Regions from separate parts of the Mus musculus genome. Here all the other regions are linked to region 1. Evidence: chromatin contacts called from public capture Hi-C and promoter capture Hi-C data. All regions are on one chromosome and are shown on one strand. The core of a region is the stretch at or near the end of the contact, and the rest is flanking DNA. Distances in the headings are between cores, read along the strand shown.

Region 1 (2,700 bases), core at 70-2,569:
AACTTACAAAGTAGGATTTTTCTTGTCACTATCCTCTATATGACATCCTGGGGAAAACAACTGTGACTCAAAAAAAAAATTAAATATGAGAAAGAATGGCTCCATGATAGAATAAACAAAACAGGAAGCCTCAAAGGGCCATCAGATCATTAATGGAATAATAAAGTTGCTGTTCCAAGTTACAAAAACTACTCTCCCTTCACTGACTTCTATGGGCAGCTACTGTGAGACCTGGTAATACGTTCTTACATCTGCAAGTTAGTATGCACTTCTAAGCACACACAGCACCTTATTTATCAAAAATGTTAGGAGTGTTTTGTCTGCATGTATTAATGTGCAGAAGAGGATGTAGGAACCCCTGAAGCTGGAGTCCCAGATGGTTATGAACAATCTTGTGGGTTCTGAGAATTGAACCTGGGTTCTCTGCAAGAGCAACAAGTGTTATTAACTGCTGAGCCATTGCTCCAGCCCACACAGTAGTTTAACAGTTATGTGCCGAAGACCCTCAGATGTCTAGGCCATTTGCAGTTTTGGAGATTTTAGTACATTAAAAAGTTAGATGTACAGGACTGCAGAGCACCTGGCTACTATTGCTAAGTGTCTGCATATCTGTACTATTATTTAGAAGATAAAAAAATCTGATATATGCCCAGTTAGTGCTGACTGGGTAGATCATGGGCCACACATCAGTGGTAGGATGCCTGGGAACTAGCCCAATAGTTATCTGCTTTGCAACATCGAGGGACTTCGCTGCAGTTTGCCTTCCTTACATATATCTGTTGAATCACTCAACGGAGGGAGGAAGCACAAACACACCTTCGATGCCTTTTCTCAGAGAAAAATAAGTGGAAATGACAGGTACTCACTTTCAAAAGTTGGAACTGGGAGGAGCGTCTTCAGACCAGCACTGGTGGGAAGGGCTGCCCAAGAATCTACAATGACAAATCAAACCATTACTGTTACACTCTGATCACTCCTGACAGAGGTGTCTAGAAGCACGGGGGTACGAGTTCCACTAAATGGGCTTCCAAGGAAGCAACTAGGCTCACGGAGCACCGTCTCCCGCACATGACCAGGACCCAGGCCTCCGCATAGTGGAGGTGGAAGAAGTAAGGAAAGCGCAGGACCTATCGCAGTAAGCATAGACTTTGGAATGTGGGGAGGAAGATCGGGGAAATGCCTTTTTAAAAGATGAAACAGGTTTCTGACCTGAAAAGTGCATCCGCAGGAGCGGCGCGGGGACGCGCGTCAACAGCCTCCACATGGCCACGCGTGTGCTGCCGGGTCAGGTTTCTCTCAACTACAACAGTGGCTTTTCCCAGTTCAGAGCTTTGCCGGCCCGCGGACACAAGACAGGAAGTGACGTCATCCTGTCCCACCTTTTATAGAGTCCTGACGGAAGTAGAGGAAACTTCCAGCACCTGGTTCTGGAGCAGGTTATCTGCGGGTTAAAGGTCCCACAGGCCAAGCCACGCCCGAGGTGTTTCAAGTTTCCGCGAGGGTCTTCTCAGTTTTTTTCTGTTTAGTGACAGCTCTGGGTTTTCTCCTTGGTGTAGAAAGCTGCGAAAGCCCGAGGTTTTGTAAGAAGTTGTTCCCTTAACTTTCCGTACATTTATGTCTCTTCTCTAGGGACATAGAAAGATGCTATTGATTTGTCATTGGCTTATTTACTGTGCGCTTGCTGAGTTTGGTCTTGACAAATCTATCAAAAGAGCTGTAGCTGGAGTTTTCAAGGTAAAAGCACTGGCTTGGGCATTCCCAACCGGCTGGGTTCGATCACCTGTCCTTTTACTTTTATAATTAAAAAAAAAAAAGATTTATTTATTTATTATATATAAGTACACTGTAGCTGTCCTCAGACACACCAGAAGAGGGCATCAGATCTCATTACAGATGGTTGTGAGCTACCATGTGGTTTCTGGGATTTGAACTCAAAACCTCTGGAAGAGCAGTCAGTGCTCTTAACCGCTGAGCCATCTCTGCAGTCCCACCTGTCCTTAATATGCTAATTAAAAGAAAGTAACCTCGAAAAGCCATTAATTTAAGGTAGCTTCATTTGAAATAATAAATGATGGACTCCAATGACCATTCAAGATCATTTTCATGGCCCTGATATGAGCTTTAAGCTATTTATTTATTTATTTATTTATTTGAGACAAAATCTCTATGTAGTTCTGGCTGTTCTAGAACTCACTATGTAGATAGGCTGGCCTCGAACTCACAGAGATCTGTCTGCCTCAGCCTACACAGTGTGGGATTAAAGGCATGTACCACCACACCTGGCACCTTTAAGTTTAACTAGTGGACAAACTGGGGCATCGAGTGGGGAGTCCGCTAAAAAGTATGCATAATTAAGCAGTCCTGGTCTAGGCTGATCATTGCTTCAGTTTTGGTTTGGTATGGTGGTCATCTCAAGCTGGCATAGATTAACAGGATTAATTTGTTTCTATAAATGATCAGTTTGGTTTCAAGATTTAGCCTTGTCTTCACAGAAGAGGGGTAATGTTCTGTCTTCAAAGTTTTTCCTTTAAGAAATCCAAGAGAAGGAGCTGGAGGGATGGCTGGGTCGTTAAGGGGATTGGCTGCTCTAGTGAATGGACCACACCATAATTTAATAAGGAAGGGAAATGAAATAATGTATAATTATCCTTTTGGAAATGTTGGACATATAATTTTTCCTGAGGCTGGAGCTTTGTAGTG
Region 2 (2,700 bases), core at 187-2,686, 430 kb after region 1:
CACATATCCTATACATACAGAGAACAATTATAATATGCTGTGGTTAACTTGAATTCTCTGTCTGTCTGTCTCACTTATGGTACAATTTCACCACACTTCACAGAACGGAAACTTAAAACTAACAAATCTTTGTGTTTACAACTATCTATGAACATTTTATACTGTGGTGAACTGTGGATAATGAAACCACAGAAAGCAAGACTACAAATAAAGGGTTCGTGCTATCGCGTAGAATTAAAACTAAACAAAACAAACAAGTCAAAGTAATTAATTTATGCTCAGGTTTGAAACAAAGTCATTCTTACAGCACACATAAAGCCTGACCATTCGTGTTTGTCTGCTCAGAACTTCTTGGAGCCATGCTGATTTATATCAATAACAGTTTTAGCTTCAAGTACACTAGTTGTATATGAGCATCTAGCATGGCATTGGAATCTCCATCTTTCTCTTCCTCTCTATAGTATTCCTCTTCTACTTCCTTTTGTCATCTTATAGGCCATCCTCTTTTAGACTTATGCAACAGGTATGGACTGGATTTCTGCTTGTTCTTGTTTTTAACTTATTTTGGAGCTATTTTGAGACATACTTCATTTTAATTAAAAATATTTTTATTGAAAATAGAAATTTGCTTTTCTACAGTATATTCTGACCACTGTTTCTTCTCCTCCTCCCAGATCTTCACCTCCCCACCCTTCCAACTCCATGTCTTTCTCTCTTTAGAAACCAAACAGGCCAGTAAATAAACAAACCAGAATAGAACAAAGCAAACAGAGAAATAGAGTAAATAAAAGAGAAAAATCACAAGAAACACATACACATGCAGAGAGACACACAAACAAAGCCAGAAAACAAAAAAATCAGATGCCATAAGGATAATCAAAATACAAGTTAAGGTTTAAAAAAAAAACAGTGGCCAAGCAAAACATTATGAGATAAACATCTCCAAAAATACCATGGAGTTCGTTTTGTGATGGCCGTCTACTCCCTTGAGTGTGGTTTGTATATTCAGTGATACTCCATTGGAAGAAACAAGTATTAACCTTGGGAGCTGCTACTGAGGTTTACGCTTTTAAAAGTGGTTTCCAACCAGCTGGAAATTATCTCCATATCAATAAGCTCTCTCAAGTCCAAATGTTCTCAAATCCAATAACTCTGATTTTCATGAACTCCTTACTCCCTTCCTCATTAATTCTGTAAGTCAGACGGTGAATTCTAATATCTCTCATTCAGAAGGGGACAGACTTAATGCAATATAGAAATGCAAGGAATCGTTCCCTACTTGACCAAATTTGTTTCGTGAGATGATTTTATTTTGTGTTATTTTTCCAAACCTCAAACTTCAGAAAGGGGAAGCAGAGCAGCTCTTCGTTTTCCTACTACTTGTAATTACTGCAAACTCACACCCTGTGTAATCACGAGTACTTCCGGGGAAAGCACACAAAATGACTGAGTGTCAAAGGCAGACAGTGCAACTTCTGGAGGAAACAGCTGGTAAGAGGTTGAGTCTGAGTTCTCCCAGGAGCAGAGTGAGCAGGCCCAGGAGCTGCAGCACACAGGACAGGGCTGTGAGGACAGGTAGGAACTTTGGGTTGGAATCGTACCACTGGGAGATGTTGTGCTCTAAATAGACAGTCTGGGAAATGGATTTTCATCCTGTTTTTTCTGTTGACCACTTGCAATAGTTGGTGAGGCCCATTTGAAGCCTCAGTTTACTTACTTGTCAAAAAGGAAAGCACCTTTGAGATCAGTTGAGATTTGAAGTGATGACCTTATATAGTTAGTTCCCTTAATTTCCCTACTCTTGCCACTTAGTCTTATAAAACATGTTCTCAAAGAAGACTGACATTTGAGAAAATGTTTAACTTGGAAACTATGGTTCTAATCTAACATTGCAACACAGAAAAGCACTGTGTGCAGAGGTGTTTGCCTGAATAGAAGAGATTTTGGAACTCTTTTCGAAAGCTAAGGGCCATTCCCACTTCATGTGAACATAATGAATGGTGAAGAACAAAGCATAGTTGGATTGGGAGGTGATGGTGTCAGTTGCCAGACATACTATAAAATGTAAGAAACATCATTATGTAGAGTTCCTTCCAAAATAGCCATATTTTAAGAATAGCTTAAATTCAGGAAATACATCTCTATATGCTATCATAAATAGATAATTGAACATATAAAATAAGCATAAGTTCTATGTGTTTTAAAATGCACAGGTGTTTCTTACAGCATTGTTCATAGTGATAACAAAAATAGAAGGAACCAAAATGACCATGATTATACATTCAGTCTAATGAAATGCATTCATTTGAATTTATCATTTGGATTTTTAATTCTAGTTTAAAATCCAATTACATAACTGTAGCGTTCTAACTACTGGAAGTGTGTGATTCAGTGGCATTCGATTCATTCATGCTTGGCACCCCCATGACAATCCACTAAACAACTGCTCTTCACCCACCCCTCCCCCACCATTTTACTTTTCTACAAAACTGAGTAGTAGGGGTACCTCATAAGTAGAACCACGCAGCATCTGACTTCCTTGACTTCATTTAAGATTTTGTTTTTGAGGTTTAACAATGTTTGCAGCATGTCAGAATATAACGTTTGCCTTTTATACTTAAGGCTATTGTAATTAGTCAAAGATTGATAAGAATTCTAAATGGTTGGAATGACCATTTGTACAGTGTTATAATTTGTGTA
Region 3 (2,700 bases), core at 166-2,665, 390 kb after region 1:
AAAAATATAAAACAGTTTTAATTTCCTATTAAGAGAAGTCCATATTTCAACCCCAACCTATATTTCTAATATTATTTTTATTTTTGCCCCGTTTTGTTTTGGGAGTATCAAATACATTGAATATATTTCAGCTTTCAGACATCATCGATTTTATTCCTGCTCTGGCATTCTAGACACATTCAGCTACATTGCAGAAAATCTTGACCACATCCCTTTCTGCTCTGCCATCACAACAAAAAGTCTACTCTCATTTCTTCTTGGGAACTGATAGTATCACATGTGTTCTGCCTTCCTTCACATGCATCTCCCTACCACATATGAGTTACTTAACCAACAATGGTAAGGAAGTGTTGAACAATTCTTTGTGACTTCCCTCACGAGCAATAGAGGACAAAGATGTTGGGAAATTGACAGATGTTTCTTTCCAGTCAGATTTAATGTGTACTTTGGTTTATTTGTTTACTGCAATTACTTTTGTCCTTATTTTTCCAGACATACATTCAGAAGATTTAGAAAATGAAGACTAGTATGAAAAAAATGATGGAAAAAATTTGCACTAAGAAATAAGTGTGTCTTGCATTTCAAGCTCTTTCTTAACATTCAAGTTTCTAGTGATTTCCCTCTTTTGTGTATGTTCCATTTCATCTGAAGAAAGACTCACACAGTTTTCTCTGCCCTTTACATAATGGCCATAACTAAGAATCTTCAAGCCTCTTCTATTAACAGATTTTCTAAAAAGGAGCTTAAGTTTATGCTCTAAGAGTCCCATGAATGGTGCCAAAGATTAGTGGGGACCTGGTTAGATCACAGTCTTTCTCAGGATCAGACTAAGTATGTTAAACTGGTGTGTTGAGCTTGCCTTATATAGTCTCTACCACGTTCTGCATGTGGCAGGTGTTTATTAACTATTAAAAATAATAGTATTAGATGAGAACAAATACAATAGAAGAAAAGACATTCAGAAATGATCAAAGGTGGAGATACTGGTTCCATTTTGAAAAGCAAAAACAACTAAAATCTTATTTAGACCCTTCTTTTGGCTCTTACCAGACCTTTTTTTTTTTTCTTGCCTCCCAGGGTTGCAGCACAGATTGCTCCTCAAAAGACCCCAAAGTACATGTGAACTCTTTACACCCTTCTTCACATTCAGAATGGTGGCTTGTACCAGAGAACAAGGCCTTTTTCCCCCCTTATTCTACTCCCAGTTTTCCTAGAACAAGAGATGAAAAACCATCATCACAAAAGCCTAGGAAAGGTAAGTCAGCACCTACCTTCCTTCTCAACTGGACAGCCTGTTATGTGTCAGATGAGGAGCTGTCTCTAGGAATGTGCCTCGGGCTCTTTGTTCAGATGCAATGACTTGCCCGTCACAGCTCATGTGTGACTAAAGCTGAAGTCTAGTATGTTTTCTAAATCCTAAAGGTTACTGCTGAGGATCTCAAAAAACACAGCTAGTTCCCTTTTTATTAGCTGAAGTATCCCCTGACTCTGCATCCTAGTTGTGTACATGTGGCTTCTTTAAAATCCACTAGAAAAACAGTGGCTGTCACAATCTCTCTTACAAAAAAGCAGCAGCACAGGTTTTACTGAGCATATCAGTGTAAGTCCATACTCAGCAGACCAAAGTCAATATCATGGCCCTTCAATCGCCGGGAAAATCCCATTTGTTGGTGATTTATTCTTGGAATCCCATTTCCCTTTATCCAGGAGTCTGAGGCAGGAGAATTGTGACTTATAGCCAGCCTGAGCTACATAAGGAGAACCTCTCTCAAAACAGTCAAAACTAGCAAATGCCTGTTTATAACAATTTCATACATTTTCTTGATACATTTCTTTTCCTAGAAAACTTTCAATGCATGCTTTTCGTGTGTGGTTTTTATGAAGTGCTACCATTTGGGGTTTACTACGAAGGTCCATCAGGTGGCAGCACATTGGTTACAAAGAAGTAAATAGTGCTTTGCAATTTTAAAGTAAATAACCCATTTCTAAGCCAAAGACACATTAAAGACAAATCTATTTCAATCATTGCCTACATGATCTTGTCATCTTCCAGAATATAGGATTGATTGTTCGTTGATAAAATAAAATAATCTTAAGATTAATGTAAGCATTAGTCTATTTTCCAATTCTGTAAAGTAATATCTGGTGTTGTATAATTTATATATAAAAATACACACTTCACTCACAGTTTTAGAATCTCAAAAGCATGGCCTTGCTGGTCTTAGTTAGGGATCTCTGGGCTCAACACACCATGAAAGATAGGAAAATGGTGGGAAGCTGGCTAAGAGATGAGATCAGATGGAAAGGTGAAAAGATAAAGACACGTTGTCTCATCTCTAGGCAACACATCTTAAAGCTTCTACCTGCCTTCACATTTCCCCACTGAAGATCAAAACTTCAACTTGCTGAGGATCTCAAAGGACAGATACATCCAACAACAGAAAAGAGGAAAGGAAAGTGGTTGGTAATTTTTAGTCATTCAATAATTTCTTAAAGAAAAATGTCCATATATCCAGCAATGTGCCATAGATAAGATGGTATAGAAAATATAAATAGACTCTGGTTCTGTGTCTGTCTGGGTAATTCAGACGAGTCAACACACAAATAAACATGCTAAAATCCTGGCTAACCAGTGCCCTGCAAGGTAACATATAACAAACTAAGTCAGTCATCATCGAACCCCATTGACCCCAGCCTTGG
Region 4 (2,700 bases), core at 26-2,525, 300 kb after region 1:
TCGGAAGAAGAAAGTGGTGGTATAGGGAAATGTAAAACCACCACATCTCAAATTTAGGAGTTATTTCCCCATAATATTAAACAGAACCCAGTGAGTTTATAATAAACACATCATAGGCAGGGAAAGCCTGAATCCTTACAAGTTCCTGTGTCTATGCACACATTTTCACATGAAATTTGTCAAATGTAGCTCCAACTTCACCTAGAACAATTGCATTGTCTTTATTCAATGGCATTCACTGTCCAGTTACTTTGCTAGCCTTGAGTTATTAAAGTCAACTTTTATGCTTTCCAATCCATGCTAGGTACCACTCAAATATGTAACCCCATTTGCCTGTTTTGAGTGTCTAATGGTGCCAGTTTAAGAATTAGCACTTCCCATTTTATCATATTTTAGTTCACATGATCTTGTAGGGTTTTTCTTCACCAAGCCAATCCTTTATGTTAATAAAATCACAATTAGAAGAAATTCAGAATTAACAATTTGATGTACACGTGGAAGTAATTTATGCTTTGTAGAGCAACATAAAATCATTGTTAAATAAATAGGCAAAGTTCTCTTTATTGACCAGTTGCCTACACACACTTGTGTGTTGGACTCCAGCTGTCTCTGACTCTGGTTCTTCTCTTTATTTTCCCACCTGCCAATGGCAGTCTGTGTCTGAGTCTCTTCAGTGTGGAGAAGCAGTTTAATGCAATAGCATGAGAAATCCTGGAGTCCTAAGCTGTGGTTCAAGTTTTGTCACACTCCCGACAATTATATCCCTGTTAGTTAAAAGAACCAAGTTGCCTGGGGAATGGGTTTCTGAGCTCATCTTAGCTCCCTTCTGTTCTCTGTGCTATTCTCAGCCCTTAGGCTGCCTAATCAGTAAATGACCTGGGAGCTCTGCTCCTTATGTCAGTGATCACCAAGATCATGCAGCTAAAGTGGCCAGGACAGAGGTAAGCCAGATGCCCTGTGCCTTTGCCCATTTAGTTCTAAAGAGGCCCCGTGTCTCCACTGCTTTCATGAGCATCAGCAAGTTCTTGTAACTCAGTCCCAGAAACAGAGTGCTACACAGAGGGAAGTCCCTTCAGGGTTGCCTACCTGAGCCTGTGTGCCTTGTCACCCAGTCACTTCCAGCCGAGCTCTCAGAAACCCTAAGAGCCTTAACTCTGGGTTCTCTCAGGCTGATCCTTGGTTCCTTCTTGTGAACTTGTAACTGTCTCCAGTCCTTCCTTCTTCTGTGCTCGCTGCACGGGAAGGGAAGTGGTGCTTACAGGCTGTGGACTGTTACTGTGCCTGTACTTCCTATATCAGAAAGTCCCAGTAACTTCAGAAAAATCACTAAGAGATTTGAGAGAGTGGGGGGGGGGGGGTAGTAAGTCCCAACACGCACCAGCTCCACTTGAAGCCCAAGTTCACTTTCTTGAACTTCAGTTGTTTAAGCGTTAAACTGAAAACAGCAACAAGCTGGGAAAAGCCATTAAGAAGAAAGTTTTCTGAAGGACCTGTGTTTCTTCTAAGTAGAATTTAAAGGACTATCTTGATAACTAATGATATTACAAGTTGTAGTAATACTGATGAATAAAACAGATCTCAATGTATAATAAAGTATGATAATAGTAATCACGACCTTGGGTTTTGATATATTACTTTATTATATTGTAATACACTACTGAACACACAGTAATGTATCATCAATTGTAACAATTGAATGTTTTACAGTATTTTAGGTACTTTGTTATTCATACTTTCTTCAACAATTCCTCAGCTTCTGAAAAATCAAACCAAAACACTCTGTACACAGTTTTTCAGCACTCGCTGGTTAATTGATACTCTCTTTAGAGCCTTCCTCATCTCTTCTAACCTTCTTCTAGACCACTGGACTTCTCTAACAGGGGATGTGACCAGGGAATTACTGGACACTTCTAGAAAAGTAATAGATCAGGAGAGGAGCAAGCAGAGACGTTTCAACACACCAGGAATGACTTCAACAATCCTGCACTCCAGACACAGTCATGAAGACATGTGTCCCTGTGGCTTTCAGGCCCTTGGGTAGGCACAATTCAGAAGCTGACTTTGACATAATTAATTTCACAGGGGAGCCAGAGCCAGCTGCAGCAACTGGACAGCCACACTCTGAAAACTTCCTTCCTTCTTTCCTTGGAGTCAACCAGAAGGAACCTAGGGAGCCAGTGTGAGCCACTGTCACATCAGAGGGTTGTGGTGTGGTGATTCCCTGCAGGTTTCACAGCAGGCAAAACAACAACAATAACAAAAAGATTTAGGAAGAGACAAGAATGAAACTCAGCTCAGCCCCATTTTGTTGTAACTGGTGCCGGACCACGACTTCTAGAATCTGGCCCCAATTGTTTTACTTTAGCCACATTAAGCACAGCACAATGTGGAACAAAAGGTTTTCGGATAGCACTAAACTCAGGCCCAAGCTCACAACGATGTAATGTTACATTGAGATCCTTTACAAAGCACACCTGGCTTTTTTCACAAGAATGGGTACTATTGACTCAGTGCTGCTGCCCAAGGCTTAGGCTCTAGGGAGCTTGACTGAGGGATACCTGATGCCTGTAGGTTTCAACATTGCCTGGTCCTAAGATAACATCAGCCTCCTATGGTAAAGGCTGTGGTAAGGCACAGGTAACGTCCCTCATGAGGGCCGGGTTTATGGTCTAAAAGCAGTGCTCACGGTTTAAGGTAAGA
Region 5 (2,746 bases), core at 217-2,716, 500 kb after region 1:
GGAACTCGTAGAATCCACCTCCAGTAGAAAAATAGGGCATCAAGTGGAGGGATTGAGATTGCCATCCCACAGTCAAACCTCTGTCCCAGAATTGTTCCTGTCTAAAACAACCACAGGGATAAAAATGGAGAAGAGACTGAGGGAAAGGAGATTCAGTGACAGCTCAACTTAGGATCCATCTCAAGGGGAGGCTCCAAGGCTTGACACTATTATTGATGCTATGATGTGCTTACAGATAGGAGCCTAGCTTGCTTGCCCTCTGAGAGTCCCAACAAGCAGCTGACTGAGACAGAAGCAGATACTTATACCCAACCAATGGACTGAAGTCGGGGGTCCCTGTGGTTGAATTAGGGAAAGGCTGGAAGAAGTTAAAGAGGGTGACCTCATAGAAAGACCAGCAGTCTCTGAGGTCACTCAAACACTGAGTCACCAACCAGGCCGCATACACTAGCTAATCTAAGGCCCCTGACACATATACAGCAGAGAACTGCCTGGTCTGGCCTCAGTGAGAGAAGACTCGTCTAACCCTCAAGAGACTTGAGGCCCCAGGGAGTGGGGAGGCCTGGTGGGGGTTGGAGGGAACATACTCTTGAAGACAAGCGGGAGGAATGGGATGTTGAACTGTGGGAGTGTGGACAGGGAGGGAGTAATGACTGGACTATAAAAATAATAATAATAAAACAAAACAAAAACAGCTTTAAACAAAAAAATTAATAAAAAGTCTAACATGCATGAGGTTGTATATGGAAAAGAGGATATGTCTTGAGAAAATCTAATATTTGCCTCTTAAATGTTTATAGACTTTCCCCCACATCACCAACTTCTTCCACTTTGCTGCTTGCTCTAACACTAAAGTCAGCCACTACAGCTCTAAGCAATACTGCAAAGAAAGGGAAGCAGGAAGGAGAAGGGTGGGCTCATATGTAAAAGTGCTGTCTCGGTTCACAGCACCCGAAATGGGAGCTGAGTCTTGCCTAACACTTCTGGGTGCATTGTTCTATGGAGACAAATTAGATTTCAGGCCATTTCTGCTAAATTTGACGTGAGATTTACATGGCCCTCTAGAGCTTTGAGTATGAGCAGATGACGGGACTGTTTAAAAACCAACAGATACAGTGCTCCCAAGTGTACCTTCTCAGGGATTCCGACTTTTTGCATGGGTGCCCCACCACCACCTACTCAGCCCCAAAAGTGAAGCTCTAACAGCCCATCTCTGGAGAATTTCTAGCCCTTTTCCAGCCCTTAGGGACCCACCATCCACACCTGCTTACAGGGTGGGGGCTGCAGAAGTTCTTCTAATTAAGGTAGCATGAAGCATACCAGGCAGTCCCCAGGGTAATTTTTAAGAAGTGAAACCTGGTAAGGCAAAGCAAGGTGATTGGAGCGATTCTCAAGGTAGCAGAAGCTGCTAATTTCCTGTCACGTGGTGTCAATCAGAGGTACCACTCCAGGTCTGGTCTATCGCACTCATCTTCAAGTACTTGAGATAGAAGAGGCCAACTGATCTCAGCTGTGAGTGGCTAATTTGGCCCTTAAGCCTTGGAGCCTTGGAGCCTTGGAGACCCAGGTAAGGGTTAGGTCTGCTCTGTTTTAGTGACTCTAATAAAAGGAAAGGCCAGATGAAAAGGAGTGGTTTTAGGGACTAGAGAGTCAGCTCTCAGTCTGGGGTGTCCCTGGCAAGTGGCAGCATGATCTGAAGTGTGGTGATTTCAAGGCTGGATGGGCTACCCCTAACCTAACTGCTCCCCCTCTCAAAAATGACTCTGGGCAATGGGTGGTGAGTGGATTCTAACAAGGAGAAAAGGTCTCTAGAATGTTGTCTTCAACCTGGGGCACTACCACAGAGAAGCTGCATAACCTTGGGTGAGTTACTAAACTTCTCCATGCCTCAATTTCCTCACCCATAAAATGGGAGCAATATTGAGGTCCTCTGCACCATGAAGATTAAACCTAGAACACAGAATCTTTTTAGGACTGCCTAAAACCAAATTAGAAAATAATCCTGGCCACAAGAATCTAGCCCCATTCCTCTTCCTCCCGATGAGTTTTGTCTCCAAAGATAAAACTTCAATGTAAGCACCATCATAGATGGTTTTAATCTTACTATCTAGCATTTTCGGTGTGGCATTGGAATACTGAGCACAAATCCTGTTTTCTGTCTATGATCGAAGAAGCCAAGGGTGAGAGTGGGTGCTAGAGACAGGATAGAGGGATTGACTTTAACCAGGTGCTAATGTGCTCCTAAAACTAAACAGTAAAATAAGTATGCATGTATGTATGTATGTAGAGGTGAGGTGGAGAGAGAGGGAGAGAGAGAGAGAGAGACAGCAGAGAGACAGACACAGAGACAGAGAGACTTTCCCTGTTTTCCTTATAATGGTTTTGTCTCACTGATGGTCAGATGAAGTGGAGGTTATCATTTTGTGAATAGAAAGCATCCTGAGCATTTACCTGCCAAAGGAGGAAGCTGAGCTTAACGGTCTGTGTAAGACAGAGCTCACAGCATCAGCATCACAAGAGGCAGGTTTACCAGATAACCCCTGCACAGTTCCCTTACTGGATTGGCACTGGGTTTCAGGAGTTACATGGCACACTACAATAAAAGTAGTTGTAGAAAAGTGATAAACATGAACGGCTATTGACTTTGAAGAAATCCTTACCATCAGCCAAGGAACAGCCTGAGGTAACATGATGGTCCTTTTGTGGAGGTTGACAGAACGTGGAGAGAAACGGGAAGGACTAGCTC

Evidence for each region. Promoter capture Hi-C pulls out the DNA fragments that hold promoters and counts their contacts. Capture Hi-C pulls out chosen DNA fragments and counts their contacts.
Region 2: a promoter capture Hi-C map of liver shows a contact between it and region 1. A contact is called at or near these places in 11 of 39 promoter capture datasets (3T3-L1-derived adipocytes, the HPC-7 cell line, HPC-7-derived erythroid cells and 7 more), 17 of 484 Hi-C or Micro-C datasets (the AML12 cell line, CD4 T cells, CD4 single positive thymocytes and 10 more), 5 of 130 datasets of targeted methods (the SCID.adh cell line, bone marrow-derived macrophages, double positive thymocytes and 2 more) and 2 of 9 other capture datasets (liver and macrophages).
Region 3: a promoter capture Hi-C map of hippocampal neurons shows a contact between it and region 1, with 8 times the contacts expected there. A contact is called at or near these places in 12 of 39 promoter capture datasets (the 3T3-L1 cell line, 3T3-L1-derived adipocytes, the C10 cell line and 7 more), 19 of 484 Hi-C or Micro-C datasets (the G1E-ER4 cell line, bone marrow-derived macrophages, brain and 11 more), 11 of 130 datasets of targeted methods (CD8 T cells, the SCID.adh cell line, acute myeloid leukemia and 7 more) and 4 of 9 other capture datasets (adipose tissue, embryonic stem cells, liver and 1 more).
Region 4: a capture Hi-C map of macrophages shows a contact between it and region 1, with 2.8 times the contacts expected there. A contact is called at or near these places in 3 of 39 promoter capture datasets (the 3T3-L1 cell line, hippocampal neurons and liver), 4 of 484 Hi-C or Micro-C datasets (CD8 T cells, adipose-derived mesenchymal stem cells, cerebral cortex and 1 more), 4 of 130 datasets of targeted methods (bone marrow-derived macrophages, effector CD8 T cells and memory CD8 T cells) and 2 of 9 other capture datasets (liver and macrophages).
Region 5: a contact with region 1 is called in a promoter capture Hi-C map of liver, with 3 times the contacts expected there. A contact is called at or near these places in 6 of 39 promoter capture datasets (the 3T3-L1 cell line, embryonic stem cells, liver and 2 more), 1 of 484 Hi-C or Micro-C datasets (B cells), 1 of 130 datasets of targeted methods (large pre-B cells) and 2 of 9 other capture datasets (embryonic stem cells and liver).

The regions. Positions count from the first base shown.
Region 1 is chr19:11,769,034-11,771,733 of GRCm38.p6, reverse strand. Mrpl16 (mitochondrial ribosomal protein L16) reads right to left here and starts at 1,319. Exons shown (of 4, transcript NM_025606.3): 1 at 1,210-1,319; 2 at 867-932. The coding sequence starts at 1,264.
Region 2 is chr19:11,334,882-11,337,581 of GRCm38.p6, reverse strand. It overlaps Ms4a7 (membrane-spanning 4-domains, subfamily A, member 7), which reads left to right and starts at 1,436. Exons shown (of 7, transcript NM_027836.6): 1 at 1,436-1,575.
Region 3 is chr19:11,374,203-11,376,902 of GRCm38.p6, reverse strand. It overlaps Ms4a4a (membrane-spanning 4-domains, subfamily A, member 4A), which reads right to left and starts at 1,415. Exons shown (of 7, transcript NM_001310331.1): 1 at 1,272-1,415.
Region 4 is chr19:11,467,943-11,470,642 of GRCm38.p6, reverse strand. Ms4a6c (membrane-spanning 4-domains, subfamily A, member 6C) reads right to left here and starts at 1,275. Exons shown (of 7, transcript NM_028595.4): 1 at 1,087-1,275.
Region 5 is chr19:11,264,869-11,267,614 of GRCm38.p6, reverse strand. It overlaps Ms4a1 (membrane-spanning 4-domains, subfamily A, member 1), which reads left to right and starts at 1,466. Exons shown (of 7, transcript NM_007641.6): 1 at 1,466-1,567. All of the region lies in intron 1 of 4930526L06Rik (RIKEN cDNA 4930526L06 gene), which reads right to left.